2 separate regions of the Sminthopsis crassicaudata genome follow, and region 1 is linked to region 2. The links are chromatin contacts, called in public Hi-C maps. All regions are on one chromosome and are shown on one strand. The core of a region is the stretch at or near the end of the contact, and the rest is flanking DNA. Distances in the headings are between cores, read along the strand shown.

Region 1 (4,964 bases), core at 1,241-3,740, 130 kb after region 2:
TCTGGGACTTCCTGGATTTAAACAAGCAAAAAACAAAACAAGATTAGATAGCATCATGTCTAAAACGGGACTAAAAAATCCAATACTAAGGATTCTTGGCTAAGTTGTGGTGTCTCGGTTGTTTAGATGCAGTATAAAGAGAAAGGATAAACTAAAAACTTAGGAAAAGAAAAAGAAAAAAAAAAAAAAAGGAATAAATATAACCACGCTGGTCCAAAACAATACTGTTGTAACAATGTTAAACTTGTTCAAATGAAGCAAAATAAGATTATATGAATTTACTATAAACAACTTTCTAGGAAAAATACTCATAATCCATAGGAATACGCCTACCAAAAAAATTTAGGAGAGAAAAGAGCATCTGGAAAAGATGCAAGCTAAGAAGAATGACTCTACTTAGAAAACTCTAACATTCAAGATAGGCACATAAACAAGACATTCTATTCAACAATTTTGTCTTTAACTACTTTGAATATATTTGTATTCATTCAAGTTTATGAAATATATAAGTATGTATATTATGTTTATGTGTGTATATACAAAAACATATACATATGTATTTGTCGTCTGTGTAGGATAGTGTCTGGTACACTGTAAGCACTTAATAAAACTAATTTAGAATATTAATCCCAAAGAATATAAAGTTCTATGGGATCAGTTAAGTTCTAGAAATATGGGGATGAGGGAGGCAAGTAAAATTTAGCCTTAAGAGACACAATTTATAAACCACTTTTGTAAAGAGAAGTTTAAAGAAAGAGTATTATTGACAATGCAAAAATGTATTTTTATCAAGGTTCAAAGTAAAGGAAGAAGACTCCCAACTTACAAAATCCTTACTTCAGGCCAGACAGAATAGTCAAAACAAAAGACTGGCTCAAAATTAGTCTTACCAGATGTTATGTTAATATTTCCAGCCTCAATTCCAGCTTTAATTCCTTCTTTCCCCAACATCCCTGATTCCCCTCTGGCAAGACGCTCCTTCTCTTTCTCTTCCAAACTGCCATAGTAGATATGAGGCTTCTTCACCACAGGGGAGGCAGTGTCTTCAGGAGTCCTGCTAGGGGTTTTGGTTGCCTGTAAAATCAAACAGTAGAGTTAACCTAAAGTTAAGAGCTGGAGCAACCTTCTGGGCTGCCTGTTGTATTAATTCTGGAAGCAAATCCTATTCTTTATTCTATTGCTCTATAGCAGGTAGCAGATGGAGCTCTCTTTCTCCACTCAGACCTCTGTCATTTAAGAGCATTCTTAGGAGAAGAAATGTGTTGGATGAAATTAACAAACTCCATCTTTCATGAATTTCCGAACAATAAGATAGTTTGAGCTTTGTTTATTTTATGGAGTTGTAAAACCTCTGAAGGCAGCTGCAATCTCTCTTGGAGCTCCAGACTGAGCTATCATTTATGCTATCTATTAAGCTGGGGGCAGCTAGATATCTTAGTGGATAGATTCAAACTGGGCTTCAGTCACACACTTTCTAGTGCAAATCACTTCTCTCCAATTGCCCTCTCCCCCTCCTCCCCCAAAAAAGGAAGAAAAAAACCGAAGCTTGCAATCAAATTCAATGTCTCCTTAGATTCATTTAGATAATAAATGTTTTCAAAGGAAAACGTTTTGAGAGAATTTACCTCTGGTTAAACTAAATGAAATTCTAAATCAGGGGCTGGTTTTCCACCTTTCATGCATAATCTTTAATTACATAGAACTCTGTAAATGGAAAGTATTTATACGTGCACAGTCTCACTTTTCTTCACAGAAGGTTATGGTTATCACCTTCCCACACACAGCGCCTTAGAGCCGAAGAGTCTGGTCTTTTAGTCCGTGCCTCAAGCACGCAAGTTCTTCTCGTGTCTGAGTGATGGAGAAATCACCCTCCCGGAAAGTCCTTCCCACACCCTGAGCGAGCGCCTGCCTCTCGTCACTTTCCTTCTAGATACGAGGATCTGACCACACAGTCAGTAATGGACAAGGCCGGGACTAAACCGCAAAGACGGGACAGGAAGGTTAGAGGTGGAAGACTCCCAGGCGGTACCTGATCCTCTTTACTGGAGGACGAGGAGGAGGAATTACCCGGAGGCTCACCCCCGGTTAAGGAGAGCTGGGGAGAGACGCCCAATCTCCCACAGCCAGCCCGCTGGACTTTATGATCCACGCCCCCTTTCAGAGCTCCCGCCACCTTCACGCCCCCGGCAGTGGCCCGAGTCCCCCGGAGAGCTCCCAGCTCGGGCGGCATCCCCCTGCCTCTGCTCCCCCTGAGCGCGGGCGGTGTGGAAGCCGCAGAAGCCACTTCTGACTCCCAAACATGTGGGCAGAGAGCTCCCACTCATCCCGCACAGCGAAGCCGGAGCTCACCGTGGCTGCAGCTCGAGAAGAAGCCATGTCGTGGCGGGAATCTCAATCACCGGAGGAATAAACCACCACCGCCACCGACTCCAGCGCCGGAGCGTTCAAAGCACGCTCAGGGGAGCGGAAACTTCGAAACGCACCGGAAATAGCGCACAACCGGAACTACGCGAAGTCCCCCACCCCGGGGAAGGCGCCCAGCACGCCTGGGAACTGTAGTCACAGCCGGGGAGTATCCTTTCCGGCTGGTAGGACGAGGCGCAGAGCATTCTGGGAGGGGCGATCGGTAGCGACTAATGAGGAAGGCATTGAGAGGCATCCCGGGAAGCGTAGTCCTTGCGTCGGGCCTGCTGTAGGTTGGTAGGGAGAGGGAAAAGCGGAGAAGAGCGGCTGGCGCGAGTAAGGCTCTGAGAAACCGGTGTAACCCTGGGACTGGGCCAAACCAAACCAAGCCAGCGAGGGGAGGTGGGTGGTAGGGCGTGAAGACTGCTTCGAGCCAAGCACCTAACACCGGGGAGAGGAGTCCGAGGGGGCCGGAAGGGGAAGGGACGGGATAGGGAGGGAGGAGCAGCCGCGGCAGGCGGGCGGGCTCCGGGCGGCTCCTGCCCCTCTGCTGCCATGGAAACGTTGACCCCGACCTCGACCGTGTCCCTCTCCTTTCCCCCGTCGGACCCCACTGACGTGAGAGGAATAGGTCAGCTCTCGCGTTTTACAGATGGAGAAACTTAGGGTTGGGGAGCGGACCCGGCTTGGAGGTTGGGTCTCTCCCCACACCCCCCACGTTGGCCATCATTTCCTTTCCCAGCGTTCCTCCTCTTCTCCCCCTCTCAGTAAGGAGACGGCAAAAATAAATATCCATGGCGGGGAATGGGAGCCCCTGAGAAATTGCTGTCCCTTTTGAAACCACTGTACTTGTGCGGAGCCAGCCGCTCGGTCCCTCTCTCCGAGCCCTGGCCACGAACTCTGGATTAAAGCGGGAATGGAGAGCGTGCAGTCTGCACAGAATTCCACACAGTAGATCATGCGCTGGCGTGCACACTTGTTGAGGAACCTCGGTCCATCCTGGGTCAATCACTATTCTTTACTGCAAGAAAAGGAGGCGCTGTATCATATCCAGAAAGGTTGTTAAATCGATCCTGATCATTGGGGAAGTTAACATTGCTGATAGGAATCCGTTAGGAGAGGAGAGAAAAAAATGCAGAAATGACATCATAAAAAATCATTAAAACTTTTTAAGGATATGAAAAGTCAAAAAAAAAAGGCACATTAAAATTGAGATCATGAAGCTAAACAAGACCCTAGGATTGTTGATTTGTGATCATGTGATCTTCTAAAGATATCTTAGTACGAATCTATACAATTGTTTATTGATTTTTTGTTACTTAAAAAGTGGTTTGCGTCGAGTTATCCTATGTGTATGCGTCAGAGAACTTTCATTAGGATTAGGAAGCCAAGCACTTTTGCAATCATTTTGAAATGAAATCTTAATTATGCTTTTAAAGGTGATCACAAATCCATAAAAACCCACTTGAAGGGCATTAAACCGATTGTTACTATCTATTCCATAAATGGTAATTCATTATGAATTAAGGAAAGTCTGTCAACTTTGTACATTTCCCTGACAATGCTTTATTAAAGAACTCTTGATTTTATATCAGAATCATTAATATCTGATGCTTCCTGTAGGTTTGTGTATATTTATGGTATCATTGTGTGGCTTTTATGTTTGTTTGCAGACACATCTATCACCACCAGAATATGGTGGAGCTTCTTCCTTCTGCCTAAATTTTGACAGCTCAGTGGATTTGGCTTATAGGTGTTGAACTATTACCAGAATGCTCCGTCGAAAACCTACTCGCCTGGAGCTGAAGCTAGATGACATTGAAGAATTTGAGAGTATCCGAAAGGATCTAGAGGTAAGCTGCTACAGCTTGCGGATTGTTTTATTTTTGTTTGTTTGTTTGTTTTTGCTGAGGCAGTTGGGGTTAAGTGACTCGTCCAGGGTCAAACAGCTAGAAGTGTTAAGTGAGATCGCATTTGAACTCAGGTCCTCCTGACCTCAGGGCTGTGCTGTGTCCACTGCGCCACCTAGCGGCCCCTTGGGGGATTTTTTAGGGGGATTTGCTATCTTAGTCTAAATATTCTATCTAGGAGACTATTTCAGTTGGGAGAAGAATCCTAAAAAGAGTTTTTAGGGTAGATGTCCACATCATTACTTGAAAGAACCTTGACTTGAAAATCACTTCACAGAAAAATAAGCACTTTTATACAGGATACATGTATAAATTTGAAACAATAAAAAATTTTATATTATGTAGCAAGAAGGGCAAACCACACATGAATCTGAAACTGGATCATTTTGCATGCAGTAGTGAATTTGAATAGATTTTATTATGTATTTTAAAAGTTTGATGGGGTGCCAAGTGGTATGGTGGTTTGAGTCTGGAGTCAGGAAGACCTGAGTTTAAATATAATCTCAGACATTAGTTTTGTGACCTTGGGCAAGTCATATAACCCTGTTTGCCTCAGTTTCCTCATCTCAAAAAAGAGATGGCAAACTACTTGAGTGTCTTTCCCAAAAAATATCCCAGATGAGGTTATAAAGAGTCAAACACAATTGAAAA
Region 2 (5,749 bases), core at 1,758-4,257:
GCAGAATGATGAAGAAGAAGTTGATAATTGAGTTTCATGGAGAGAACACAGAATCAGACGATAAGAAACTGGATGTTCAACATTTGCCTCCATTGTACTGTTTGAAAGAATTGTGGCCTTTTCCTCCACTGCTAAGAATGCTTATATATGAGAACCTAAGAATACTTCTTGAATAACTCCCAAACCAGAGTTTTTATGAATGAGATCTTTCCAATTTTGTCTTACATAATCCATAAATTTTGACCTTTTGACAAGGTAGGTTATAAACTGCCACTTAATCAGATTTTTATAGGAAAAATGTGTAAAAGAGTCATATATTCCACTTCCTATTTTATGACCCAAAGTTCATAAAATTTAGGGACTGTAGAGGGAGCTAAAAAATGGAGGGGTTTGAACTCTTGAGTATGAGCTAACCTATGAGAGATTGAATATATCTTTGGAAAGAGTAACTGAGGCACTCTGGATTTGGGGGAGCTATCCAAAAAGTTCGGGGTAAAGAATGAAATTGTCATCCCTTGGAAAGTAACTTTCATCAAAGTTCTGCTTTCTTTGGTTTGTAACTGATTATCTTCTCTTCCTGAGTCTTCCTTCTCCTAGTCTCTCGATGAGTTTGGAGCTCGGTCCCGGTTTACCACACTCTATATAGCACTTTGTATGTTTTGAGGTTTGTACTTCACTATATTAGTGGAGTATTGGGTCTAGTGAAATGTCTAATGTAAAGTAGGCATTTCTCTTCTAAATTTTCTTCCTTTTCACCTGCCACCTGAACATAAGTTTGAAAATAAATTTTCTAATATATGTAGTATATGACCTTTTCAGGTGTCTCATCCTTTTTGTGCTTGTCTTTTTTACTTAACAAATGACAAGCTCTAAAATTCATTTCCTCCAAGTACCGTTCTCCAGTCTAATATTGGCTTTGCTAACTTATGATCTTCAGTCCAGTTTAATTGAACAAATGTAAAATTTTCTTCCAATCCCAGAGTTCTGTCTCTTGTCTTTTAAGGATAACTTGATAGAATACGTAATAAAATCTAATAATGCTTAGTAATGTAATTATCATAAACCACCCTTCTAAAGTGGTTTTGATAGGGCTTTCATTTTTTGTTAGACTCTATTTACTCCCAAGTTAAGTGGTTATTTCTGAAGATTGGAAGCTGCCAGAAGAGCTTTGTCTCCATGGCCAAAAAATTTGAAAAAATATCTGTGTTTAACTAGAAGGGGACTCCTTCAGAGACCACATTCAGTCCTTCTGTTAAGTGCTACCTTGAGAATTGGGAATAAAGGTTCTTGTAAACCTTTTAGTTTTAATATTTTGGTCTATAAAATAACAATAGTGATCCCATTCCAATTGGAGTTTACAGGTGGAAAAATGTAGTCTGCTAACATTTCCTTATTATTGGATTATAAGGACAAGTTTGTTAATAAATGAGGAAGGAATTTCATTTTATTCTATATTTGGGGGAGGGAAATGGGATGGTTTGTATAAATAAAAAATGTTGTTTAAAAATTGTTATATTTTACATCTACATCTGTGACTATTTGGAAAGAACTAACATCTTCATTGTGTCTTCTGTATTTTGCTATATGGGAACCATAGAAAAACTTGCAATGCCCTGGATAGCCAGCAGGTGTTCCTCAAGTACCAGAAAAATAATAGCTCATCAGTTCTTTTCTTCATGACACTGCTTTCATGATTAAATATTTTCATACCTTAAAAATTAGCTCCAAAAGTCCCTGTCCATTAATCATTCAGCCTTGTTAATTCTTCTTTAACAAATACATTCTTTGCCTTCTGGATCATATCACTAATGAACATATTTGTTGCCAGGGGGAAGGAGGACTGTTGGCCTAGTCATGAAATAATTAAGGGGAAGGAAAAGATAGGATTGCTGGTCTTAAAAATACCAGAAGAGCTATTGTGGGAAAGAGAACAGCCTTTGTTTTATTAAGTTCCAGAGGAGAAAAGTAGGATCCAATTAATGGATGTTACAGGAAAGCAACTGCCAGTTTATCATACAAAGGAAACTTTTTCTAGGAACTAGGATAGAAAAGGTTGCTTTGTGAGAAACTGAGTATTTTTCTGAAAATATTCAAGAACCTGGATGACCATCAAATAGGAAAGTGAATGGATTTTGAGTTTGTGTTATGTTGTAAAGTGGCATATAAATGCTAACTTCTTATAGCCAATCAAAACAAATTCTCACATCTAAAATATGTGAATGTCATTCTACATCTTGAATCCATTCCTTTTTAAGTTTTTCAAAATTTTGATTTTGCAGTATTGTTATATACAGAGTGTACTATTCCCAAATTTCTTTGGATCCATACCTTTAGTATTTTTAAGGCACATTAATTGAATTCCTATACCACAATTCGTTCAGTCATTCCCCAGTTAATTAACATCCCCTTAGTTTTCAGTTCTTTGCCACAACAAATGAGCTACTCCAAATATTTTTATATGTATGAGTCCTTTTTCTCTGATCCCTTTGGGTATACACCTAGCAGAGGTTATTATTGATTCAAAGAGTAGGTATGTAGTTCAGAACCTTTAGGGTCAGAATTCCAAATTGCTTTTTACAGTGGAAGTATCAATTCATACATCCATTAATAGTGCATTACTGTAGCTGTTTTGCTACAGCCCTCTTACCATTTTTCTTCTTTGCCAATGTGATGGGTGTAAAGTGGAACCAAAGAACTGCTTTAATTTGTATTAGTGACTTAAAGCATTTTTTCAGATAGCTTGGATGCAAAAGTTTTGCTCGATTTACTTAGTTTGGACTAGCTAACTTCTAAGGCTGACACTTGGAGTTTTTGTCCTGTCACACTTGAATTACTGCACTTGCCTCTCAGATAATTTTCCTTTCTTCTAGTCTTAAATCTCTCAAAACCGTTTTAAATGTAAATTTCTAAGTCCCAACTGCACTCAAGCATCCCAAGGTCCTCCATAAATGTGGCCCCAAGTTAGTTGAGTTCTTGACCCTTAACATACTTGTGTGTCAATTTCCAGTGTCCTTTCAGATCCTCCTGTGTGAAAGCAGTCTCCCTGCATTGGTCACACTCCTGACCATTCGAGTCTTCTGTTCACTTTGGGTTGTAAACAGGCCAGGAATGTCTTCGTCATCTTTTGTCTGCCAGCGTGGTCCCACTTGGAAGCTCAGTAAATGCTTGGTGTTTGTGCTCCTCACTGGAATCCACAATCTTCCCCTTCCCACCAGCCATTCAGCTGGATATCCTGGGCGGATTGACGGGGGACTTTCATCTCAGCTGGGGGGCCCTGCTTCCTGGCTGTCCCCACCTTCTTGGACCGCCCTCTCTCTCGTTACTCTACGAAGCTGAATTGAGTAACGTGGGCTGGCGGGGAGGGACCGTGACTCGGAGCCCAGCCAGCCAGGGCAGGGACAGCAAACGGGGGCGGAGCCTGACCGAGAGAAGCTGCTTCCGGGTGAGCCCGCCCCACCCCCACGTGGGCTTACTTAGACCCGCGGTGGCCACCTCCGAGAGCAGCCTCGATCTCTGCATCTCTGCTGCAGCTCCTGGTAAGCGGGGACCTGGGTTGTGGGGCTGGGGAGCTGGGGGACCGGGGGATCCAGCGTCTCTGCGATCTGTCCTCCCGAGGGAGCGTGCGCACAGCCTACCCCAGGTCAGGGCAATCCTGGTTGGAGGGTCTCCTCCCTCCTCGGCCCTCCGGACAATTTCTGCCCCGAGCTCCTCCCCTTCTGAGGCCTCCTCTCTCCGTGGAACGCGTGGAACGCTCCGCGTGGCGGAGCGGGAAGCATGTCTGAGACATCCCAGTTCAGATGTTGGAGCTGATTTTACCTAGGAAATAGACTAAAGGAGGACAGTTGACTTGCCCAAGGTCGTGTTGTCGGGAAGTAGCTCTGGTCTCCTGGCTCTGTAGACTCTTTTCTAAACTCGCTGGCTTCCGCTATCTGCCTCAAAAGAGCCATGCTTCCTTCCCCTTGTTGCAGCCTCCGGGACAAAACTTCTCCCCGGGTTGGTGCGTACCCCGGCGCAAGCCCCCCTGGCCCTTCCCTTGGCCCTGTGACTTGGGTGGGGGGCCTCCTTTGCCTATCGCTCCGTCCCGGGGACTTACATGTCTCTGAGGCCGAGCTCTTTTCCTGTGACTGCTACAATAATTGCACATCTGTGGAACCCTTCCTCCCCCTCCCCCCCCCCCCCCCCCCCCCCCGCGGATGTGGAAAGCGAGTGTCAGGCCGGGAGCCAGGGCGGGGGTCACATGGCCTGCCCTTGAGTATACCTTGGGGGCCGGGCCCAAACTCGCCAAGCAGCTGCAGCACTTTCAGGATTGACCCTAGAACTTTTTACCGTTTCTCCCAACTCCCAGGACCAGAACTTCCCAATATCAAGCCCACTCCACCTTGAAGGCTCTCAGGGCAGATATGCCCGGCTGGGGGAGTGAAAGTCCAATGTCCTTTTTCTGACCAACTAAGTTGATTTCTCAGGCCAGACAGTGTCTCCCTCCCCCCCTCCTTGGCAAGGAGACTGACTGTTTTCCAGCCTGTAAGCTTGAGGAATGTTTTCTGCTTCTGCCTGGCTGGCTGTGCCATTGTCTGCTTCTTCATGCCCCTCTAGGTTCTAGTTTAATGAGATGGTATTAACAATCACTCCCTCTTCCCTCACCCCTTCAGGAGTGACTGCTGAGCCTAGCATCCAGTAACTTTACCATTCTTTGTTGAAACAACTCTTTTTCTTGATGCCCACTTGTTGCTGACCGAGGGAGAATTCTTCTCCCAGTCTTTTTTTTATTAGATAAAATTTACTGATGTTAGATGTGTCATTGAAGAAAGTGTTTGGATAGGGAATAGTCTAATTCTGGCATTACTACTAACTGTGACTTTTCCTGCTCTCAGCATCAAGTTCCTCTGAAAACTGAAGGCGTAGGCTCCTTCTAACTTTAATATCTTAAGACTATAATAATTTCTCCAAAGCTGAGCCATCCCCATCTCCTGATATGTAGCGCCTGGGTCTTTTTGTTGCTGCTGGTGGCAAGCTGTGATCTCAAACTCCTTCTCTGAATCACTAGTGAAATGATAAGATGGCCTAGTATTTGACAAGTAAACCTACTTTTGAAAGGTTTGGGGAGCCTTTCCTCAGTATCTTCCAAAGCTCCTAAAATATGGAACAAGTCCTTCTCGGTGTATAACCTTGCCTAGAATCTGACAGTGTAAAGAAGCCAGGCCTTGTGGAACATTAGCAGCTTTGGCAGAAAGTGCAGTAGAAGTTGGAATGGTGGACTCCAATGAGGTGACCGAATTACATGGGATTTCACCTATCCAAGACTAGCCTTATGATGATAGCCAAGAACTGGTTGTTCTTAGGATTGCTTAAGGGACCTTCCTATTGAATGCTTACCTTGAACTTGCTAAGGGCGAGAAAAGGAAAGGGTTGACATTGATTCAGAATACCTGGAAGAAAGTTTTCTCACAAGATTTGACCTTCAGAAGCCAAAGAATGGGGGCCAGTATTAGTTATCTGCCCCCTCCGTGGTCCTATGGGTTCCCTTGCACCTCAGAGTCAAGAGTTGTATAAGTTGTCAGAACTGGAAGAGACCATCAAGATCTTTTCAGTACAACCTAATTTTACAGATGAGGAGCCTGGAAAGGTCTGGGATATGAACACTTGGATGTCCTCTTCACATACAATCTATAAACCTGTAGCTCACCTCTGTCCCAGTTGTGGCCTCACATGAAGTGTTTGTGGCCCCAAGATATACTTTTGGAGAGAAATA

The links. Hi-C and Micro-C count contacts between places; a contact is called where the count stands out from the background.
Region 1: a contact with region 2 is called in a Hi-C map of hippocampus, with 2.9 times the contacts expected there. The contact joins the promoter of PRPF4 here to the promoter of ALAD in region 2. A contact is called at or near these places in 2 of 2 Hi-C or Micro-C datasets (fibroblasts and hippocampus).

What each region holds. Positions count from the first base shown.
Region 1 is chr2:497,531,251-497,536,214 of ASM4859323v1, forward strand. PRPF4 (pre-mRNA splicing tri-snRNP complex factor PRPF4) reads right to left here and starts at 2,491. Exons shown (of 14, transcript XM_074293661.1): 1 at 2,350-2,491; 2 at 891-1,074. The coding sequence starts at 2,376. It overlaps CDC26 (cell division cycle 26), which reads left to right and starts at 2,496. Exons shown (of 3, transcript XM_074293668.1): 1 at 2,496-2,696; 2 at 4,077-4,256. The coding sequence starts at 4,176.
Region 2 is chr2:497,398,175-497,403,923 of ASM4859323v1, forward strand. ALAD (aminolevulinate dehydratase) reads left to right here and starts at 3,008. Exons shown (of 12, transcript XM_074293654.1): 1 at 3,008-3,536. It overlaps POLE3 (DNA polymerase epsilon 3, accessory subunit), which reads left to right. Exons shown (of 4, transcript XM_074293657.1): 4 at 1-1,507. The coding sequence ends at 31.